Linked DNA regions of Mus musculus: all the other regions are linked to region 1. A link is a contact called in public HiChIP or PLAC-seq and promoter capture Hi-C data. All regions are on one chromosome and are shown on one strand. Each heading gives the region's core, a stretch centred on a gene start, on an enhancer-like site or on the middle of the called end of the contact. The rest is flanking DNA. Distances are from core to core; before and after follow the strand shown. Region 1 holds the start of Btbd9 (BTB (POZ) domain containing 9). Region 2 has its middle 43 kb from the start of Ccdc167. Region 3 has its middle 79 kb from the start of Ccdc167. Region 4 has its middle 75 kb from the start of Mdga1. Region 5 overlaps Mdga1 (MAM domain containing glycosylphosphatidylinositol anchor 1). Region 6 overlaps Mdga1 (MAM domain containing glycosylphosphatidylinositol anchor 1). Region 7 holds the start of Slc37a1 (solute carrier family 37 (glycerol-3-phosphate transporter), member 1).

Region 1 (2,806 bases), core at 213-2,712:
GTATCACCTGTGGGCAGTTTCCTAATGTTAAACTCTAGGGTTTGCTCTGTTTCTTCAAAGATCTCCCACTTCAGTTTGCCCCCCCCCCCTTTTTATTTTTTTGGTTTTTCTGAGACAGGGTTTCTCTGTATAGCTCTGGCTGTCCTGGAACTCACTCTGTAGACCAGGCTGGCCTCAAACTCAGAAATCCACCTGCCTCTGCCTCCAGAGTGCTGGGATTAAAGGCATGCGCCACCACCGCCCGGCTCCCTTTGTTTTTTTAAATGTACCAATCCCGAAGTCAATTCTCCAAGGACAAATAAATTGGGGACACGTGTATCGGAAAGTAGATGTATTAAATTGATGGATATCGTTCCACATGGAAGATGAGAGCGGAGAATGTTTCCCCAACCAACGTATCCACATTCCATCGTTCTACCATGTCATCCGTAAGGAATGTCACTACCATTTAGTAACTGACACACAAAGGCAGCTTTCTTTCCGTCTTGCTAAATGTTACTCCCACCTGTCTCAGCAACCACGCTAGAAACCTGGCCTACCTATTCATTCCCCCGCTCAGAGCTGGCCTCCGCGTTTCCATCCCCACCGCCAGAGTCTAGGTTGTGGCTCTGATCCTTCACTGGCCCAGCCCTAACCCTTGCTGTGTCTGTTCATTTTCACTGCCCATTTAAGTCGTCTTTGCTTGGAATTAAGTCTTCCATCTTCAAACCCACACACCCAGGTAAGTAACTTTCAAGAGTGACGACTCTCCAGTTTCGGCCAGGAAAGACCTACAACCCAATTTCTACGGCTTCAAAGTTCACAGTGCCTGCTTCTTATGTGAAAGATGGAGTCTAATGGGCTTTATACGTTACACTTGGTAGTCCTGGAGTGTCGAGGACTTATGTCCGGGCTTTCTGTCAGGGTCTTGAAATAAGGAGTTCGAATGAGATCAGTTCGCCCGCAGCCTCGCATGCATTATTTCGTCCTAAGTTGACACCTTTCTAGCGCAGGCAAGTCGGGTATCCGTCTTCCCACTGACAGAAGGAGGAAACTGAGTCGTGGTATTTCAGGCCTGGCCTCGTAGCACCTTCATGCTGGTAATGCCTCTCTTGGCCCATTCTCCTCGTCCAACTTCTCGCACGTAGCTGACTGTCCATCAGGCAAGCGACTAAGTGCAGAAAGACGAGGCTTTCTCCAACCGGCGCTCCGGCTCGTCCCCTTACGCAGTGACGCGACCGATGACGCTATTCAGTGACGTGTGATGACGTGCCTCACCCTGAGCCAGGTGTCGGCAGGGCGGCCACACCCTCAGGGCCCAGTACTGGAGGGGCAGTGGCTCCGACCTGGGGAAACACGCCGCAAGACCCCCGCCTGAGGCGACCTGGGGCCCTGGCGTCCTGGGTTCTACTGGCCCACGGTTGAGCCGTTGCTAAGTGACGCCAGCGCGCAGAGCGCGTGCGCGGCCACGGCGGTGTGCGTGAAAGCGGGCGCGCGCCGCGACGGCGGCGGCGAGGAAGGCGGCGACGGCGGCGGTCGAGGGGGCGGTGGCCACGAGGCGGGGTCGCTGCTGGCGGAAGAGACGTGTGTGGCGGCTTCTAGGTCGCTGAGGGACATCGTCGGGGTGAGTCGCCCGGACCGCTCGTGAGAGTTGGGGCCTGGCCGCACCTGCTGCGCGGGCCCGGGGCGCGGGGACGCGCTCCCCCTCCCCGCCGGACCCGCGCGCGCCGCTCCACGCCCCTCGGCCGCTGGTTCCGGGGGCGGGGACGGGGGCTGAGGAGGGTCAGTTCCCGGGCCTGGCGCTCTGGGGTGGGGGTGGGGGGGGGTGAGAGGGGGGCGCTGGAGAGAGGGGTGCCGAGGGACAAGTGACTGGACTCCAGTGCGACGCTGCCGGTTTCCTTTTAGGAATTTGAAGCGGGAGAAGCCCGCGTTCCTCAGCAGCCGCGCGTCCACACTGAGACGCCGACTGTGCAAACCTGACAAACGCGGAAATGGGGACCCTCGGGGTTCGCAAAGTTTTGGGGTAAACCGCGAAGAGATCCGTCAGCTCTACCCTGGCGGGTCTGGGAGTAGGAGCGGGTTGTTAGAGAGATCGTTAGAATCTGTGCCTGCGTGAGCGTCGGGCACACCCACGACCCGGGGAAGGCGACTTGTCAGTGAAGATGCTGGTTGACTAACCTGTTGCCTGGACCTTCCAGCCTCACGTGCATGCCCACGTGCTTCTCTGAACATTATTATTATTATTATTATTATATCCTGTGTTGATCCACATTTTTGAAGCCAAGGGACCATATCCATCCAGTATTGTTACTTCCTCATAGACTCAAATCTGCCCTTGTATCTATTTCCCAGAACCGTGCTGTGCTTTGGCCATTTCAAGGGTCTTGCAGGTAGAGCAGCCCTGCCTTTTGTGTGTGTTCTTCCCAGAAGCAGTGCGGGCTGTTATTTATCTGGTGGAAATGTAGATTGTGTTTCACGCGTGGGCTGGCATGGTGAGACTGGAGTTAAATGATGCAACTGGCCATCAGCCAGTATACAGGATTCTGTTGGGTCCGTTGTATGTGGTGGTTTTTTAAGGAGGAATAATGGAGACAAATGGAAGAAATAATCTTTCCCGTTATGAGTTAAAGGCAGTGCCAAGTGAGAGTGACAAGATAGGGAGCACTGACATTTGATCATGCCTAAAAACTGAGGGACATAACTTTAGAGTTTCCACCCAGAGTCTAAAATCAGGAGATTCAGTTTTATAACGGAGTCTCTGTAAGGTATGGTCTCTGAAGTTCTCACGTCTTGGAATCAGTAAAGCTTGCTTTGAAAAACCACTCAG
Region 2 (2,806 bases), core at 104-2,603, 820 kb after region 1:
GCCACCACTTGCTCCCCACCCCACTACTCTCTCTCTCTCTCTCTCTCTCTCTCTCTCTCTCTCTCTCTCTCTCTCTCTCTCACACACACACACACAGAATAAATATAAAAGTGTTTTAAAAGAGATACCAAAAATAACATCAACAATGCCTCCACTGCTGTGGCATGCTCTCCAGTCCTCTGAGCCAGGTGCTTATTATCACCCCGTCTGTGATTCAAATTTTTAACTACTTCAGTGCCCACTGCCACCTTGGAAGGAGGGTCTGGTGTCACACACACACACACACACACACACACACACACACCCCTACTTGGCAGTTGAGAAGTTAAGGAACTTATCCAAAGCCCCGCTGCCAGATAAAACAGAATGAGCAGTCAGATTCGAATTTTGGATAAGCAAGGACTTATTTTAAAACTGTGTATGCAATATCCCACATTGCATACATATTTTAATTTAAATAGGCACTTTGTAAATCTTCCGGTGCCTGGAAATCGGTCCAAGGTCACGGGCTAGTGACAGTGTGCTGAGGACGGGAACCCGGGCTCCCTCCTCAGCCCTGCGTGTCCAGCTGATACAGTGGGACCTGCTCCAAGGCCCTGGTGGCCAGGGAGGCAAGCAGATGGCTCCGGTCTGTTGAGTAAATCAAACCAAAGAGGCTAGGGAACAACTTGGACGGAAGACTCGGTTCCTTTTCATGCAGAACAGAGTCACCTATGGCTGATGATTCGATTTGCTTTGGGGTCACTTGCCTGATCAAGTATTTAAACCAATTCCTTTCTACCCTGCCCAGCCCCGCCCAACTCCAGCCTGGCCCCGCCTAGCCCTAGATGTCCCCGCCTATCCACACATAACTCCGCCCCTAATCGGTATTCACCTAGGAACCTGACCTATTCCCAACTCCTGCTGTGATTGGCCTGGCCAAAATATCTCTATTCTTTTTTTTTTTTTTTTTTTTTTTGGTTTTTCGAGACAGGGTTTCTCTGTGTAGCCCTGGCTATCCTGGAACTCACTCTGTAGACCAGGTTGGCCTCGAACTCAGAAATCCGCCTGCCTCTGCCTCCTAAATGCTGGGATTAAAGGCGTGCGCCACCACGCCCAGCCCCCATATCTGTATTCTTATATCTCTCCTGTGAGCTCCTGTCTGCAGCCTCAAACCCCAAAGCAAACTACCCCGTGCAGCCTCTAGGAGCTTCAAGGCCTTCCCTCTTACCCGACTGAGCCCTGAGAGTCAATCCCAAGCCTTCCCCACTGGAAACTCGGCAGCCTCGCGTCCCAGGCTGCCACACAGATGCATGCTCTCGTTGTGCATGGAATAATGCGTTTAATTACTTCTTCGAAGGCCGGGCTAATAATAGCGCTTTGCACGGAGGGCCTCGGTCACAGAGGAAAAGCCATGAAAGCGCTCGGCACTGTTCCCAGTGATTTAAAAGCTCCCGTGAATACAGCGTCGCTTTCCTCAAGAGGCAGAGGGAACTGTGCCGAAAAAGCTGTACGGTTTCACTTTTAACTCGCCCGTTTTGATCCACTGAGGTTCTCAGGATGTGGGACGCCCCAAGACTGGAGTAGTGGGGCCAATTCCAATATATGGCGGAAAGAGCTCCTCCCCACTCAAAGAGTGGGATCAAAGGAGCTCCCCGTGAAATCTGGCCTCAGTAATAATATGGAGAATAATAGCTGAAGGTTGGCCCCACAGTGGCCTGACTTTGGTCAGACTTGGGCTGTGGTTTTTTTGGTTGGTTGGTTGGTTGGTTGGTTGGTTGGTTGGTTGGTTTGGGGGGGTGTTATTGTTGCATTGTGTTTTTTTTAAGACAGTCTTTTATATGGACCAGGCTGGCTTCACAGTTTCTATGTATCGGAGGATGCCCTTGAACTTCTGATCCTCCTGCCTCCACCTCCTGAGTGCTGGGATTACAGGCATGTGCCACCAGACCCAAATCACTAGGTGCTGATGATCAAACTCTGGGTCTCCTGCTTGCTAGGCAAACCCTCAACCAACTGAGCCACATCCCAGCCCTCTGGTCAGTTTTACACAGAGCCAGAAACCTCAGGTCTCCACTGACCTGAATGTGAATCCAGAGACTGCTTTGCCCATCTGAGTAGGAGCATTTGGTCTCTGGGCCTCTGTTAGATGAGTGGGCCCAGCTACTTTATGCTTGACTCTCCCCTTCCTCCTCCTCCTCAGCAGTTCGAGCACAGGCAGCATGTTTATATGAGCGCCTCAAAACTGCTGGACACACCCGAGGGGCTCCGTAGGTTTCACAGGAGGTGCACAAATATCAATTGTGATTAGCTTCGGAAAGCTCGGGCTTTTGAAACAGACCAAGGACCCACAGAGATGAGTCCGCATAAGGAGACACGGGTGACCCCGGCGATTGGAGCAGCTGTCCAGAGCAGCCCGTACAGACCAGTTCAAATGGAAAAGAAAAACCCAACAGTCTGCAAGCTCGACATATCCCTGTAATCCCAGCATTCAGGAGGCCGAGGCAAGAGCATGGAAGGTTCAAATCCAGCCTGGGCCACATAGCAAGACCCTGACTCAATCAAAACAGAATAAAGAAAACTGTTCTTAAAAAAAAAAGGGGGGGGGGGTCTGTGACCCACACACAGCTCTGGGATCCATGTACACCTAAGATTTTGTTCTTCAGTAAGCCTTCCACCCTTCCCTTGAAGCAGGGTCCTCACGATGGCCCAGAGAACCACTCTCAGCCACCAGTTCAGTTGGCTGAGACTTGTGGTCCTGTCTGGTGTTCAACACTTTTGTAACTTAAACCCCAGCTTTCCCAGTCAAACATGGAACCCATGCTTC
Region 3 (2,806 bases), core at 193-2,692, 780 kb after region 1:
CTCAAACTCAGAAATCTGCCTGCCTCTGCCTCCCAACTGCTGGGATTAAAGGTGTGCACCACCACTGCAGGGCTTAAGGCTCCATCTTGAAGTTAGGAGCAACAGCATTATCAGTTGTACAAAGAACTCTGGAGACCATTTACAGGAGCACAAACTGGCCCAGAGAAGGGAAGGGACCCATCTCAACAACACAGAACTTCAGGTCATCTACCCCAAATCCAGCTTGGTCTCCCTACAACTGGTTTTGATCCCAACACCCCTTTCTGTGACCCTCTTTGTCATCTCTGTCCCCAGAGCCCCCTCCCCCGTTTCTCTCTTTCTCCTGGCCCCCACCCTGCAGATACCTTGGGATCAATTTCCTCCTTTCTCAAGACTCAATTTGGAACACAGTTACTGAGGAATCAGCACCGTGAATCCCAGCAGTGGCCACCAGGTGTCCGTGGGCTCCTTGCAATCTGGGCGCCACACCTCTCACCTCCTCTCAAAACCGCGACCCTCACTTCTCATTTTTCCTGCAGAGGATCTGGCTGCCCCACTCCCACCCGCCACCACCCCCAGCACAGCTCTGGACAAGTTCATCTTTGTCAACTAATTATTGAACGGTTTATTTCACACCAGGAAGTGATAGCCGCCTGTTAAGTTAGCACCTTAATTACACACACGCATTCACACGCACCACAGAGGTTGGTATCACATGCCCTCCCCCCCCCCAAGGGTGGCATCACGCCCCTGCTGTCCCCCCTTCCCCGCGTGGCATCACGCGCCCCGTCCCCTCCCCCAAGGGTGGGAAGAAGGAGCAAGGTTGAGACCTGACTATGTGGCCCTGGGTCGGGTCCCTCTGGATTGTGCTTCATGGACATACTCAAATGGAGTTCTCAGAGTCCGTCTACGAACAGAAAAGGGGACCCAGAGAACTAAATGAGGTCATAGAACAGGCAGGCTTCTACTTTCGTCCAGGGTAGTCTGAGTATACAGGAGACACTTGGAACATCTGTCCCACCACCCACGTGCCCACTATCTTATATCTCATGCCTGCTGGTCTCCTGGCTACCCCTTTACAATATTGGGCAACCCCTACCCTCAGGGCCTTTGCTTTTCTGTGCAGCCCGGGCTCTGTTCTAATCAGTTCCCTCCATCGCCCCCTGCTGGCCTGCCAGTAGAGATTGTCTTTCCAGAAGGAACTCGGAAGAGCCTTTTAAAAATTGTTAACTGTCACCAGTTTCTCTGTTTCTTATTTTCCCCCTTCAAATATTTCGTTATACTCAAAACTGTGTTTTCCTTACTTGTTATCCTGTGTCTCTAACCAAAGTACGAGATATATAAGGTTTGGGAATTTTTGTGAGTCTCACTACCACCCACTTCTTCCTCCAAACCTGTCTGTGTCATCAGCAAGGAGGCCTGTGCCTGGCATAAAATAAACACAGTTAATCACTGTCAGATGAATGAATGGATGACAGAGAAGATGGAAGAATGAATGAATGAATGAATGAATGAGGAGCTATTAGTGTGCAATCCTATGAATGTGGTAAGATCAAGGATGATCCGTTCCCCCAGAACCAGGAATTTGGGGGAGATTCTTGGTAGAAATCGGGTTCCCCCGTCCAAAGAGGAAACTGCAGGAAAAGTCATTTTAAAAGGCGAGAGCTCCTGTTGATTTCATGTCTGCGCATGCCTCAGGGCTAGCAGGTCTGGCTTGCCCCTCCATCAGTCTCTGGCAGATCGGTCCCCACCACCCCTCCCGACTCTCCCCAGGGAGGGGACAGGAACAGGAGAAGTTGCAGACACTTTGATTAACTCCCCAGCAAGAGTCCCCACGCCTGTGTCTCCTTCTCATCCCCGCCCCCCTTCCCCCCAGGCAGTAAGCGGGGACAGTGTGTGGAGGACTGGAGGATGGGCAGGGGCGCTGCGGGGGGAGGGGCACGGGGACCGCGGCTCTGAGTGGGTGGAGAGAAAGGTCCTCATCTCTTCGAGCTGAGATTCTGTTGCCCTTATTCCAGGCCTGAGGGGTTGGAGGCCCTGACAGCCAGAGTGGGCCTGCAAAGCTCCAACCTGCTGTCCCCTCCTCGGCCCCTCACCCTCTCTCTCCTTCAAGCTGGGCTGTCCCTCCCCACCCCGAAACGAAGATGGTGATTTTTTTTCTTCTTTAGAGCCAGTTTTCCCCCAAATCTCTGGAGATGCTGGGAGCTGCTGTTTCCATGGAAACCTACCCGCCAACCTCACGGAGGTGGAGTTGGGCGGCCGCCCCCTCCCCTCCGCCTGCACAGCCTGGCTCTAGCACGCAGGGGGCCCAAGTTGCGAATCATCCCCTCCCCCTTGTCCCCCGATGGGGCTCTCAGACTGAGCAAGGCAGTGTGTTTGGCTTTGACCTGGCCTGGGACCAGTACCAACCAGGCCAGGCAGACATGGGGCGGCTATGGGGCAGGCGGCAGGTTTGCATAGCATCTTCCACTCCCAAACAACTGACAAGGGACCACCTCCGCCACCTCAGCCAGGGACCGGCCCTGAGGCTGGATTTTTTGTTTTGTTTTATTTTGTTTTGTTTTGTTTTTTTCCTAAGAAATTCTTCAAAGCTCCCACTTATCTCTGATCTGGGGGTTCCCCTCATTTCTCAAGCCACTCCATCCGAATTCCTCAGGGCCCAGGCATTCAGAATGTAAATGATAAAAATCCACAAAACAATAGATAAATAAAATAAGCAAAATTCTATGCAACTCAGGTGAGGAAGAAATTGATCCCAAGGTACAAAGAGAAGCTTCTAAAACCTGGCCCCTTGGGCCTGGAGCGGGGAGGGTGTTGAAGAAGCCAG
Region 4 (2,806 bases), core at 135-2,634, 760 kb after region 1:
GGTTCACCCTAGGCATCAGCAGCTCCCTGGGCGTCTCTGAGAGGCAACACCACAGCAGCGGACAGCCTGCTAATTAGGACACACTCTTTAAGACTTTGTATTCCGAGATGTCATTTACTAGGCTCGGGGCTGGGGGGTGGGAGTGGAGAAGGACATACACAGTTGTTTTTAATTACATTTGGTTTGCTAATTTCTGATAGAAAATAAATATTTACTGAGAGCCGTATTTCTTCATTTCACGCCAGCTGACTCTCGGAGTTTATCGGATGCCCAAACAGGCCCTCCTTCCCCTCCCCCGCTCACATCCTCCCCTCAAGTCCCCACCCTCTTACTGGAGTCACACTCTGGAGCCTGGAGAAGGAGATGGGAAGGGAGAGATGGGGAAGATGGGAAGGCGGAAGGGGGTCAAGTTCAAGTGCGGACAGTACCAAGAGAGTCTGAGGACACAGAGATGATCCTCCTTCCTCAGTCTTAAGCATGATAGCTGTAGCAGAGGCCAGAAGGCACGATGGCTTTAGCCCTGATGTGTCTGTCCTGGGTCTGTCCCTACTTATGGGCCACTTCTAAGGATGCTCAGTCTACCCTGTGCTAGGATGCAATCACTCTGGCTTTGAGACGGACTCTCTGAGGACCAGTATCTGAAGTGTTTTGGATGATGAGTGGACAGGTTTTAAAAGGCCGCCCTGTTGACTCTTCTCTCTCCGACCAGCCTTCTGGAGATAATAGGAGATGGAGGAGAAAGTGTGGGAGGAGAGGGGGAAGGCCTAGGGGTGTGGTAGGGTGAGCCCCTTGAGGGAGGTGGCGTGCATCATAGGATGTGGCTACAAGACCAGAAGTGCCACTTCTGTTGCTGTGTGCGCAAAGGTTCATGGGTACAGAAGCAAATATACACACTTGGGCTTGTGCAGTGTGCGTGCGCGGGCACACACACGTGTGTGCACACACACACACACACACACACACACACACACACACACACACACGTTTTTTTACATACACTACAGAGCCTGGAAGAGGTCACTGGATCCCCTAGAGGAGGAGTTACAGGCAGTTGTGATTCACCTTGTAGGTGTTGGGAAGTGAGCTAGGGTCTTCCTCAAGAGCAGTCAAGTAATGCCTGCCCCTCTTCCAAGGTCCCAGTGACAAACTGAGACACGATTCAGAGTGAACCAACGTTCACTCCAAAGAATCAACGAATTGATTGGGCTTCCTTACAGAGCCTAGGTGAGGGCTTATTCACAGCAGTGGGGGCACACCTTACCCAACTGGCTACACCTGGAAAGCTGTGCCCATCAGACACGAGAGCCATTTCCTGTAACTGCATGAATGGAGCCCTGTCTCAGGATTTCTGTATAAGATGGCCCCTCCCCCAGGCTATTTGCTAGGTTGCCTGGCAGGGAGCAACCAACTACTCTACTCTACTCGCAGAGAACCTCTAGTGCTATTTCACCGTGGGGGTGGGGGCAAACCACCACCCAGCCCAGCCCAGCCTAGCCCAGCCCAGCCCAGCCCAGCCCAGCCCAGCCCAGCCCAGCCCAGCCCAGCTGAGAGGATTCCTTTGCATGAGGCACAGCTGAACTTCCTGAGGTGTTGGATTCTTGGCTCTGAGAAGTCTCAGGACACAACCGCTGAATGGTCTCCCCAGGATCCCATCCCTGTGCTTTGAGACAGGATCTCTCACTGGCACCTGGGACTTCTTGGTCCCCAGGGAGCCTGTCACCAGATTCTCAGCACTGGGGATCCATCCAAGCATCACTATACCTGGCTTTTTCTGTGGCTTCTGGGACTAGAACAAAAGTCCTTGCATAATTTACAAATTGAGCCACGCCCCCTCCCCCCTCCCCCCCCCGCAGCCCTACACACTTCTCGATGCAGATCACAGTGGTCTTGGCCTTGATGCCTTCTTGGTGCTGATCAGAGGGATTACAGCCTCTAACTAGTTGAGGATACGGGCAAACAGGGTCTGAGTCTCCGCAGGTCTTATAGGGCTTTCCTTGATACATAAGGCGCCCTGGCTTCTTCAACCCCACTCATGATAGCCAAAGTTGCCTGTGGGCAGAGTCAGATGTGATAAACCCAGGTGTGCACAGATGGCCCTCACTGAGAAGCTTTGCTGAGTAGCTAGACAGAGAGCAGAAGGGAGGAGCCTGGGAGCCAGAGCGGGGAGGGGGAGGAGTCTTAATGGTGCCCCCAAAGGAACCCCACAACTTAAGAAGATCTGAGGGCAGGAGAGTGGATAGGTCCCTGCCCCCAGCCTGATTTTGAAAGCCATGGTAAGCCAAGACTTTTTTTTTTTTCCAATTACATTTCAATTTAGCTCAATTACTTTTCCATTATTGTTCAAGCGACTCGGTTTTAATTGAAGCTGGTGGTTCTTATCTTCCTCATCCCCCACATACAAGGTGGGGGGGGGTAGGAGGTGGAAGAAGAGAGTTGGGAGTGAGGCCTAGGAGCGGTGGCACCTTCAGGTGAAAGGTCAAGGCTCACCTGGAGCTTTGGGACACCCCCTGAGTGGCCAAAATTAATCTGCACGGTGACAGAGAGAGACATGAAGAAGCAAAGTTGTTGAACAACTCTGACCAATACAGTGATCCATTTCTATGCCTGGTTTCAATCCCTGCAGTTTCAGATAGCTATGGTCCAAAACTATTCACCTGGACTCCTTGAGGAGGGAGCCACTGTGCTTGCAGGACTTTTTTTTGTGATGCGCTGTTACAATTGTTTTGTTTACAATGGCACATCCTTTTTGGGCTTCTTCATAAACCCAACTTTATGGTGGTAGGCATGCGCATATGGGGATACCTGC
Region 5 (2,806 bases), core at 158-2,657, 740 kb after region 1:
TAAGGGGGACTCTCACTGACAAACCTATGGGACAGGAATGGTCTGTTCCAGAGGCGAAAGGCATCCTGCCCACTGACAGAATCCTCCAGCTGTGGAGAGACTCCATCCCAGGTCACACTACTTCTTGGCTCAGGACCCTCTGACCCTTTCTGTCACCATCCTCAGGTCTCCCATGCCAGGCACAGTTCTACCCATCTCTGACCTTAATTGTTACCACCTGACGCTGGCACCCCAGTGCCTGGCTTGAATAAGGGCACATCCCTGCTTCTGTGGGCTTTGCTCAGAGTGGTCCCTGGCCTGGACAATTATTAATTCCTTCACTTGGGTCTCCTGGGGGAATCCCTCACTACCCCACTGAAGGTAGCTGTCCTTTATTGCTTTTTCATTTTTTAAAAAATATTTATTTAGGGGCATCGGTTCCCATTACAGATGGTCATGAGCCACCCTGGGGTTGCTGGGAATTGAACTCAGGACCTCTGGAAGAGCAGTCAGTGCTCCTAACCGCTGAGCCATCTCGCCAGACCCTTATTTTTTCATTTTTATGTGCACACATGGGAGGGGGGCTCTGCGAATTTTCTAGTCTGTATATGTGCCCCTGCCTGTGGAGTTCAGAGGTCAACCTCAGACATTGTTCCTCGGTCAGACTCCACCTTATTTACGTTTTGTTTTGTTTTGCTTTGAGGGTCTTTCGATCTGCCTGCCTTTGCCTTCTGTGTGCTAGGATTATAGACATGCAATACCATATCTGGCCAATGTTAAGTTTCTGAGAAAGTGTCTTTCACTGAACCTGGAGCTCATTGATTTCACTAAAGAGACAGCCTGGCAGTCAAAACAATAGTTGCTGTTCTTGAAGGGGACCTGGGTTCAATTCCTAGTGCCCACATGACATCTCAAAATGGTTTGTAATCCTGTTTGGGGGCATCTGATGCCCTTGTCTGATCTCCTTTGACACCAGACACTCTTGTATACACACTTATATACATGCAGACCAACACTCATACACATAAAATAAAAATGAATAAATCTTTTTTTAAAAATTGTTTCTGAAACAGGGTCTCAGCACGAGCTAAAACTCATATTTGTTTTGCAGTTGGGGGCTTGTAAGGCCTCTGAAAAGCATTGGGTCTGGGCCACGCTGAAGCCAGAGTGGCCATTTCCTGCTTGGCTAGGACAAGTAGCTACCCTCTTAGGTACCCATCCTTGACTGTTGAGGTCCCGCTGGCTTTGAGCTGTTAGCGTGTCCCCCAGTGTCCCCCAGGCCTGGTGCTGCTATATAACCCCCCCTCCCCACGGTGCCTGGCAGCTCTGGACACCAGCTGTCCCTAAACTTTGTGTCTCGTCAGCTCTCCTTGGTCCCAGCCAACTCCCTTTCATCCAAGGCAGGTAACATTTGGTGACTCGCCCCACAACAGGGGGGAGGGGGCAGCTGTCTGTCTATCTGGCATCACAGATGGTGCAGCTTTGTCTGTGGGCAACGCCATGGAAATGCCAGCCACCGGGAGCCTCTGAAGATGGATTTCCTTTCCTGCAGAGCCAGGTCTCTTGTGCCACAAGATGGGCTGAAAGAGACAGCCAGTGGACAATGACCGCAACTGGGTGCCTTACACTAAAGCTGCAATCCGCTCTTCTCCCCGTGCCCCTCAGAGCTCCTGGGGTTCCAGATCCCCCAAGGCTGCACAGATGGGTTCACCGCCCCTAGGCTAGTGCCCCCAACTCTTACTCTAATTCTATTCGCCATAGCCAAGTAGCTCCCCCACCCACCCACCCACATCGATGTCTTTTAACTAAATCGTTCTGTGTCCCAGTGTTGATTTATTTAGCTGTGCCTAGCATCAGTGTTAGGGAAAATCTGGCTGGGATGGTTGGCTTTACCCAGTGCACAAGACATCCAGATAAAGGAGCCGGAGAGCTGGCTCAGAGGGTGAAGTGTTTACTGCTCAAGCGTGAGGCCCTGAATTCAGATCCTCAGGGCCCAAGGGAAAGCTGAGTGGCAGATCACACCTGTAACCTGACGGGGCTGGGGAGATGGGGACCAAGACAGGAAAAACCTAGGGATCTACTGGCAAGCCAGCTGTCTATCCCTGAGCTACACACACAATAATAATAATAATAATAATAATAATAATAATAATAATAATAAATATAATTTAAAGCCACACATGCATGAGCCTTCAGGATGGCCCAGTAATAGTTTCTGATAGCAAGTTCAGTCCCCAGAATCCACATGGTAGAAGAAGAAGCTGACTCCCACCTACTCGTTATCCTGTGACCACACACACACTATGGCATGTGCCCACCTCTCTCCTAAAATCAATGAATGAATAAATGAATATATAGATAAATAAACAAAGCTACAAGAGATGGCTCAGAGGTCAAGGGCACTTGCTGTTCTCAGAGATCCCTGCGTTTGGTTCCTGGCACCGTGTCAGGCAGTTTATAGTGACCTGTCACCCTGGTTCTAGTGGCTCCTGTGCTCTGTTGTGGCCTCCACAGATGTGTGTGTGCATACATGCACATAAATAAAAAGGAATATCTCTCTCTTTCCCTCCCTCGCTCTCCCTCTCTCTCTTTCTACATACATACATATATACATATATATGTATATGTATGTGTGTGTGTATATATGTGTGTGTATATAATATATATTAAAACTATACAAATAAAGATGGCCAGTCCCTCTCTGCAGCCCACTTACAATGTACATATGCTCTAAGAACCCTGTCAGAGCTGAGGCAGGAGGCCGCCTCTGGAATGGCGATTTCACTCCTGGGTGGGGATGGTGGTGTGTGTTTGTGCCAGGCCTGAT
Region 6 (2,806 bases), core at 145-2,644, 720 kb after region 1:
CAGCTTTCATAGCTTTGGCTTTGAGATAAGCAGATGCGCCAGGAAACCCCTGAAGATTCCTTCCACCTAAAGCCTCCCTCCGTGACGGCTCGATCACGCTCAAAGGTTTCTTTGGCATTGAAGACTGTGCAGCTGCCATTTCTGTGAATCTGTGTGTCACACGGGATGGCAGGGAGGTGGCTGGTGAGTCTAGTGAGGAGGTTGCCAGGCTATACCCACCATCTGTGCACGAATCCCGTATGTCCCCACTGGTGGTCATGGCTGGGTGACGGGGCCCCATGTAACCCAAACAGAGCCTCAAATTGCTGCCTAGCTAAGGATAACTTTGAACTTTGACCTTCCTGCTTGGACTTGCATACTGCTGACACTCCAGATGCAAGCTTTGCGTAACGCACGTCTGGTTTATGCAGTGCCAGGGATGGATCCCAGGTCTGGTTCATGCTAGGCGTGTTGGGTAAGCACCCTCTGTCTTCCTGTTTCCATCACTGGCTTCATCGTTCACCCTGTCAAACAAGCTTACATTTTTGGCTCTGCCCCCATTTCCCCCATAGCTGGCTGGCCAGACTCTGGCTTTCTGTGTGGTCTCCTCTCCATAGGCCCACCTAGCTCAGAGCCTCAGCCCTTTCCCTGGTCCTGATACCACTGAGGGAGATGGAATTGATCTCCCAGGCTCTTTGCTTGCCCATTCCCTTCATCCCGTTGGAATGAACACCCTCGAGTCTGCTCTGTTACCTCCTCCCGTCCCCCTTAGCACCAGCCAGTGGCTCCCCATTGTTTATCAGCTTTGCTTAAGCCCCTGGGGGTGCGACTGCAGACTTTCTGTATCCTGGCCCCACTTACCCCTACACACTGCCTCCCTCGGACTTCAGCCCTACTGCTCTGTGTACTGGCCATAGGGGTCTCTCTCATCATTCCCAGTATGTCCCATTAATCCCACTTCTGATATTGAGATAACTTCTCCCCAGATGCCTCCTTTCCTGCTTGCTTCCTTATCGTGACAGCGAGCATCTGTCATGTTCCAAACACAGCACTGGGCGTCAAGGATGCAGCTAGGAACCTATCCATCAGGGGAGCAAGGGTGGGGCCTACAAACCAGGCCAAGGTCAGGATGGAGAACTGAGTGGACACAGATCCCATCAGTCCAAACAAGAAGCAAGGGTGTGGGCATGCCATGGCCTGAGATACCATGGAAATCTATGCAGAATGGGGGGAAGCCATTATCCCAAGTTCTTTGCTGCCATTCAAGTAACCTAGTGACTTTAGGTCAAATTATTGGTCAGGGAGAAGGAGTGATCTAGAGCTAGCAAGCTGGAAAAGGCAGAGGGCTAGGGGTGTGCCCCAGCAGCAGGAGCAGCTGTCTGGTATGCACTCTACATTGTTGCAAAATAAGGTGTCGTGATGCACACCTGTTGTCCCAGCACTTTGGAGATGGAGTCAGACCGGTCTGGAGTTCAAAGTAAGGCCAGCCTGGGCCATTGGAAACCCTGTTTGGAAAATAAAAAGGAGGATGTCCACCAGGTAGGTGGTGAATGCTTATGTAGGGAGTGGCAGGGGTGGGGCAGAATGGACAGACAGATGGAAGCCAAGTAGTCCTCAGGGTAGTCACAGACTTTGTGTTCCGAATTTCTGATGCGAAGGTGTTGTTCTCTTTGGGCCCCCGGAGTGTTCTGGTCTCTTTAGGTCTAAGGAAAAGTTATGGATAAGAAAGACGATTAGTCCCAAAGTTAATTACAAGGACATAAAAGGCCCCTCTGAGAATGAGAAGAGAGTTAAAAGTCACCTTTCCCTGGAGTATGGGAGAGACAGAGAAAAGCAACTGTTCTTTGCTGGACAGGGGAAGAGAACATTTGCTGGGGGTTGGGTGGGACAGTTTTAAAACTGTCAGGTGACAGTCTGTGATAAAACTAGCGGGAGACACCGCTGACAGCCCAGCCATGTGACGTCTCAAGTTAGTGGGATTTTAAGTCAACTAATAGCAAATTAATTGAGAGGGTTTAAGGATTCCCCCCCCCCCCCGCCTGGGTGACAACAGCAGTGATCATAAGCTGAGGAGTCTGAGGCTGTGCACAGCTCAGCAGGAGGTAGAGCCGGCTACATACACAGAGCAGTAAGGCTGAAGTCCGAGAGAGGCAGTGTTCCCATTGCTGTGGGGACAAAATGCCAGAGAAGGTTGACGACTTTTACCTCAGCATCTCACAACTCTCCCAAAGCATGCCCCTACTGTGACAAACTTCTTCAAACCAGTTCCCACTTTCCGGTTTTCACAATCTCCATGCCAGCACATCGGAACCCATCAGTGGTCCATCTCCTCAAAGCCTTGAACACAGGAACCTTTCGGGGATACCGTGATCCAAACCACAGCAGGGCTACAGGTCAGTTCAGGACTAAACTGAAGTGGATGCCCAAGAGCTCCTGCCTGCGAAGCCTGTCCCCAGGGTCACAGCAGGGTACCAACTCCCAGGAGAAAGCAGGACCTTGCCTTAGGTCTTGATCAGTTTGGTACAGGGAAAAAGCAAACAGAAATCATAGAAATAAAAGCAGTAGTGTCTTTTTTTTTAAAGATGGTTTTAATACCTCAGAGACAGCCAAAGAGAAAATTAGTGAATTGGGTACTAGAGCAAAGATATTAACCACAAGTCTGGAGAAGCAATGGAAATCACGAAAAGGGTTCTGAGGATGTAGCTCACTTAGGAGAACTGAGTGAGCACGAACCCCTGGGTTTGACCCCACAGCTGTATTAACAGACCCGGTGCTGCACTCATAGAATATCAGCCACTGTGGAGGTGAAGGCAGAAGAATACAGGAT
Region 7 (2,806 bases), core at 85-2,584, 720 kb before region 1:
ACCCAGAACCCATCAACCCTTCAAGGAGACTCAGGAGTGGGTGGGAGTTAGCAAAAGCAAGAGCAATGCCCCAAGGGGGGTTTTCCAGTCTTTAGCACACAGGCAACATCAAGGCAGCCTAAGGCAACCTGTCAAAATGATGGCACTTTATAAAAGGGCAAACCTGGGAACCAAACTCCCTCCAAAAGCTTCAAGAGTTTTGTTTTAAACCAAGACAAACACTAACTCCTCTAATCGAGCCCTTTCTAAGCGTTTAAAGGCTCCATTGGCCGTGGGAGATAAACAGAAACTGTTATTTTCACTTGTCCTGAGCTTAAATACAAGGAGTCAGAATTCTATCCACCATAGCTCTTAGCCCACTCACAGCAAACAACGCACCCCGGGTGTTCTCCACCGAACCAGACCTGTAACAATACTCCCAGGAACTCAGGGTGCAAACAGGACCCCCAAAAGAGGGAATTCTGTGTAAAGCCGAATAATATATTTACCAACTCGCCCAACTTCACGCAATTTAAGTTCCAGGGCGAGAAGGCAGGTAGGGAGGCAGGCAGGTGCAGAGAGCTCTAAAGACCAGGAAAAAGCACCTTAAGAATTTAAACCAAGAGCAAGGGGAGGGTCTTCCGTTCAAATGCAAATCTTTACCTGCGGGCCACCAAGATCCTTGGGTGGACCCTAAGTGCGCGGAGCTGGGGGACTTTTCCGGTGGTTTAAACCCTTTATTACCGCCCAGACGGTGGCTGTCACTGCGTTGGCCACAGAGCCCGGGCTCCGGGAAGCAGTTCTTTTAGCAAACAAACAACCGGAGCCCAGGGTGCTGGCTGAGAGCTTTCCCAAGGGCTTTGCGAGCCGGCTCCTCCTCCCAGGTCCTACAGCCGCTTGGCCGGGTGGTGAAGGCTACAGGCACGCCCACGTCCCCTACGAGCGGCAGCAGACAAAGCGCTGGGTCTCCGGCAGGCGTCTTCTCACAGCTGTCACTCGCGGCCTGGGGCCGGGAGGGGACCCAGCATCACAGCTAGGCGACCCCAGCCCCCGGGTCTCAGGGAACCTTTTGCTTCCACTTTCCCCGGGAATTCAACGTCACCAGCACCGGATCGCCCCCGCACTGTCTCTCAAGGCCACTCTAGGAGCCCTTACTTCAAAGACGTCCCACTCTAGGAAAAGCGCTTGGTTTGTCCCCGGCTCTCCAGCCACACAGCAGAGGGAGACAAACGGCGGAGAGGCCGAAGCGGGGCCCACGGCAGGTGCGTGGCGGCTGGCAGGTGAGCGCCGCTGGGGAGGGTCCTCCGTTGTCCCCGCGCCTACCTGCGCTCCGCAGCCCGCGTCGCGTGCTTCCTGCCGTCGACTTCCTGGAGCGGCCGCCCTTTCACTTTCCCGGCCCTGTGAACGCCGACCCTGTGCGGCTCCTCCCTCTCCCGCGCGCCCCCTGACCCCGGCCCCGCGCGCGCCCAAGGGATGCTCAGATCGCACACAGCCCGGAGATGCTCAGCTGGAGCATCCTCTAGCTGTTCCTGGGTCCCCACACCTGCCTGTCATGCTCTCCTAGGCCCCGCAGGACGCCGGGCTCTTACTGGCATGGTGCCCAGCAGCCAAACGCTAGCTCCTAGGGGACCTCACCACCACCAGGCTTTTGTCCCCGAGGCGGACCTTACTAATGCCAGCGACATAGACAAGTTCCGAGGTAAAGATTTGCTCCCTCGGAGTCCTGGACTGAGGATGGCCTCTCTCGGCCTACCACATCAAGTGTCAAGAGTCAAGAGCATCCGGTATGCTACAAATGGAGCTGGCACACGCCTGGTACCGCACCTGTGTCAGTGTGATAAATGGCTTGCATGGTTAAGTCCTGAAGGCCAGCCACCCCGGTCATGAGAAGTGCCCTGGCACACAGCTTCCTGGTCAATTCCGGATAATTATCTTTCAAACCCCACACCTCCTGCCAAGAATTGATCCTGGAAAGTCCGGGAAGGGCCTGATTACTTTTCTAAAGGGCATCTGCCTCACGCCTCCACGTGTCGGCCTGGCCTGGCATCCAAAGCCAGTCCTGCCGCTCAGCCCCCTGCCGCAGATCAGCACCTGCCTGGAACAGCAAAACCAGGCAGGAAAACAACTTCCTAGGAACACCCACTGGGTAAAACCGTGCCTAAACCAAAACCAACCCGATGCATGAACAGAGAGAGCCAGGGCGAGGGTGAGGAGTGTTTGGCGGGGGTAACTAGCGCCCTCTTCAGACTGGTTGGTGTACAGGCGGCCCACAGCTTCACTCTCCTCCCCACAGCCCACCCGCGCCACAAGCGCGAACGCAGTCTGCTGAATTGGGGAAGGCCCAGCCATACTTCTATCTACAGGCTTTTGAGAAGTGTTCTGTACCCTACAAGCAAAGTTGACTTCCTGTTTGAGCCACCTGCACCCACATCTCATATAGAAGTGGCCGGGGAACTCTGGCCACTCTACCCTGTTCCTTTGGCTAGATGTTTCCCACCCCACCCCCCTTTTTTTCCTCCCTAACTCTCCATTCCTTGTAGGCAGCAACTCAAGTGGACGCTTACATCTACTCTAGGCGCCTCCTCCCCATGTCACTAGTTCTCAGGCCTGCCATCACCAAGCTTGCTCAAGAGTCCCTTGCCCTTATGCCTGTGTTCCGTGGTTTTGTTTTGTTTTCTGTAGCTGCCCCAAACTACCCCAGCCAAAGTAAAATTTGAGCTCCCCAACTTGATTGACCACTTTTAGAAGGCCTTTCCTTACAACAGAGAACACAGCCTCCCGAGGAAGCTGAGACAGGACCCTGAGGCCAATTGCTCAGCCGAAGAGC

The links. Promoter capture Hi-C pulls out the DNA fragments that hold promoters and counts their contacts. HiChIP or PLAC-seq counts read pairs in DNA pulled down with a chosen protein or histone mark.
Region 2: a contact with region 1 is called in an H3K4me3 HiChIP or PLAC-seq map of forebrain, with 5 times the contacts expected there. The contact joins the enhancer-like site here to the promoter of Btbd9 in region 1. A contact is called at or near these places in 5 of 39 promoter capture datasets (the 3T3-L1 cell line, cranial neural crest, embryonic stem cells and 2 more), 12 of 115 datasets of contacts at active chromatin or transcription factors (the 230-238 cell line, differentiating embryonic stem cells, double positive thymocytes and 7 more) and 2 of 9 other capture datasets (adipose tissue and embryonic stem cells).
Region 3: a promoter capture Hi-C map of hippocampal neurons shows a contact between it and region 1, with 5 times the contacts expected there. The contact joins the enhancer-like site here to the promoter of Btbd9 in region 1. A contact is called at or near these places in 7 of 39 promoter capture datasets (the 3T3-L1 cell line, the C10 cell line, cranial neural crest and 4 more), 1 of 484 Hi-C or Micro-C datasets (embryonic stem cells) and 4 of 115 datasets of contacts at active chromatin or transcription factors (the NIH/3T3 cell line, embryonic forebrain, forebrain and 1 more).
Region 4: a contact with region 1 is called in an H3K27ac HiChIP or PLAC-seq map of embryonic stem cells, with 3 times the contacts expected there. The contact joins the enhancer-like site here to the promoter of Btbd9 in region 1. A contact is called at or near these places in 2 of 39 promoter capture datasets (the 3T3-L1 cell line and HPC-7-derived erythroid cells), 6 of 115 datasets of contacts at active chromatin or transcription factors (the NIH/3T3 cell line, embryonic forebrain, embryonic stem cells and 2 more) and 1 of 9 other capture datasets (embryonic stem cells).
Region 5: a contact with region 1 is called in a promoter capture Hi-C map of hippocampal neurons, with 3 times the contacts expected there. The contact joins the enhancer-like site here to the promoter of Btbd9 in region 1. A contact is called at or near these places in 4 of 39 promoter capture datasets (the 3T3-L1 cell line, HPC-7-derived erythroid cells, embryonic stem cells and 1 more), 3 of 115 datasets of contacts at active chromatin or transcription factors (T-cell acute lymphoblastic leukemia, embryonic forebrain and large pre-B cells) and 1 of 9 other capture datasets (embryonic stem cells).
Region 6: an H3K27ac HiChIP or PLAC-seq map of embryonic stem cells shows a contact between it and region 1, with 11 times the contacts expected there. The contact joins the enhancer-like site here to the promoter of Btbd9 in region 1. A contact is called at or near these places in 3 of 39 promoter capture datasets (the HPC-7 cell line, HPC-7-derived erythroid cells and cranial neural crest), 7 of 115 datasets of contacts at active chromatin or transcription factors (differentiating embryonic stem cells, embryonic forebrain, embryonic stem cells and 3 more) and 1 of 9 other capture datasets (embryonic stem cells).
Region 7: an H3K4me3 HiChIP or PLAC-seq map of bone marrow-derived macrophages shows a contact between it and region 1, with 3 times the contacts expected there. The contact joins the promoter of Slc37a1 here to the promoter of Btbd9 in region 1. A contact is called at or near these places in 3 of 39 promoter capture datasets (the HPC-7 cell line, hippocampal neurons and liver), 2 of 115 datasets of contacts at active chromatin or transcription factors (bone marrow-derived macrophages and stem cell-derived neural progenitor cells) and 2 of 9 other capture datasets (adipose tissue and pancreatic islet).

Annotation. Positions count from the first base shown.
Region 1 is chr17:30,574,943-30,577,748 of GRCm38.p6, reverse strand. It overlaps Btbd9 (BTB (POZ) domain containing 9), which reads left to right and starts at 1,462. Exons shown (of 11, transcript NM_027060.1): 1 at 1,462-1,603.
Region 2 is chr17:29,758,663-29,761,468 of GRCm38.p6, reverse strand. No RefSeq gene overlaps it. Among named protein-coding and RNA genes, the nearest start is that of Ccdc167, 43 kb to the right of the region's middle. Within about 2 kb of position 1,353, at least 25 of the 459 cell types and tissues checked have an H3K27ac peak or open chromatin away from gene starts, as enhancers often do. A contact at or near this core is called in forebrain, where this site is marked.
Region 3 is chr17:29,794,622-29,797,427 of GRCm38.p6, reverse strand. No RefSeq gene overlaps it. Among named protein-coding and RNA genes, the nearest start is that of Ccdc167, 79 kb to the right of the region's middle. Within about 2 kb of position 1,442, at least 65 of the 459 cell types and tissues checked have an H3K27ac peak or open chromatin away from gene starts, as enhancers often do. A contact at or near this core is called in embryonic forebrain, embryonic stem cells, forebrain and 1 more, where this site is marked.
Region 4 is chr17:29,812,204-29,815,009 of GRCm38.p6, reverse strand. No RefSeq gene overlaps it. Among named protein-coding and RNA genes, the nearest start is that of Mdga1, 75 kb to the left of the region's middle. Within about 2 kb of position 1,384, at least 15 of the 459 cell types and tissues checked have an H3K27ac peak or open chromatin away from gene starts, as enhancers often do. A contact at or near this core is called in embryonic stem cells, where this site is marked.
Region 5 is chr17:29,833,547-29,836,352 of GRCm38.p6, reverse strand. The region is part of intron 14 of Mdga1 (MAM domain containing glycosylphosphatidylinositol anchor 1); the gene reads left to right. Among named protein-coding and RNA genes, the nearest start is that of Mdga1, 54 kb to the left of the region's middle. Within about 2 kb of position 1,407, at least 6 of the 459 cell types and tissues checked have an H3K27ac peak or open chromatin away from gene starts, as enhancers often do. A contact at or near this core is called in hippocampal neurons, where this site is marked.
Region 6 is chr17:29,853,674-29,856,479 of GRCm38.p6, reverse strand. The region is part of intron 2 of Mdga1 (MAM domain containing glycosylphosphatidylinositol anchor 1); the gene reads left to right. Among named protein-coding and RNA genes, the nearest start is that of Mdga1, 34 kb to the left of the region's middle. Within about 2 kb of position 1,394, at least 12 of the 459 cell types and tissues checked have an H3K27ac peak or open chromatin away from gene starts, as enhancers often do. A contact at or near this core is called in embryonic stem cells, where this site is marked.
Region 7 is chr17:31,294,752-31,297,557 of GRCm38.p6, reverse strand. It overlaps Slc37a1 (solute carrier family 37 (glycerol-3-phosphate transporter), member 1), which reads right to left and starts at 1,334. Exons shown (of 20, transcript NM_001242427.1): 1 at 643-1,334. It overlaps Gm30139 (a long non-coding RNA gene), which reads left to right and starts at 2,697. Exons shown (of 3, transcript XR_001782201.2): 1 at 2,697-2,806.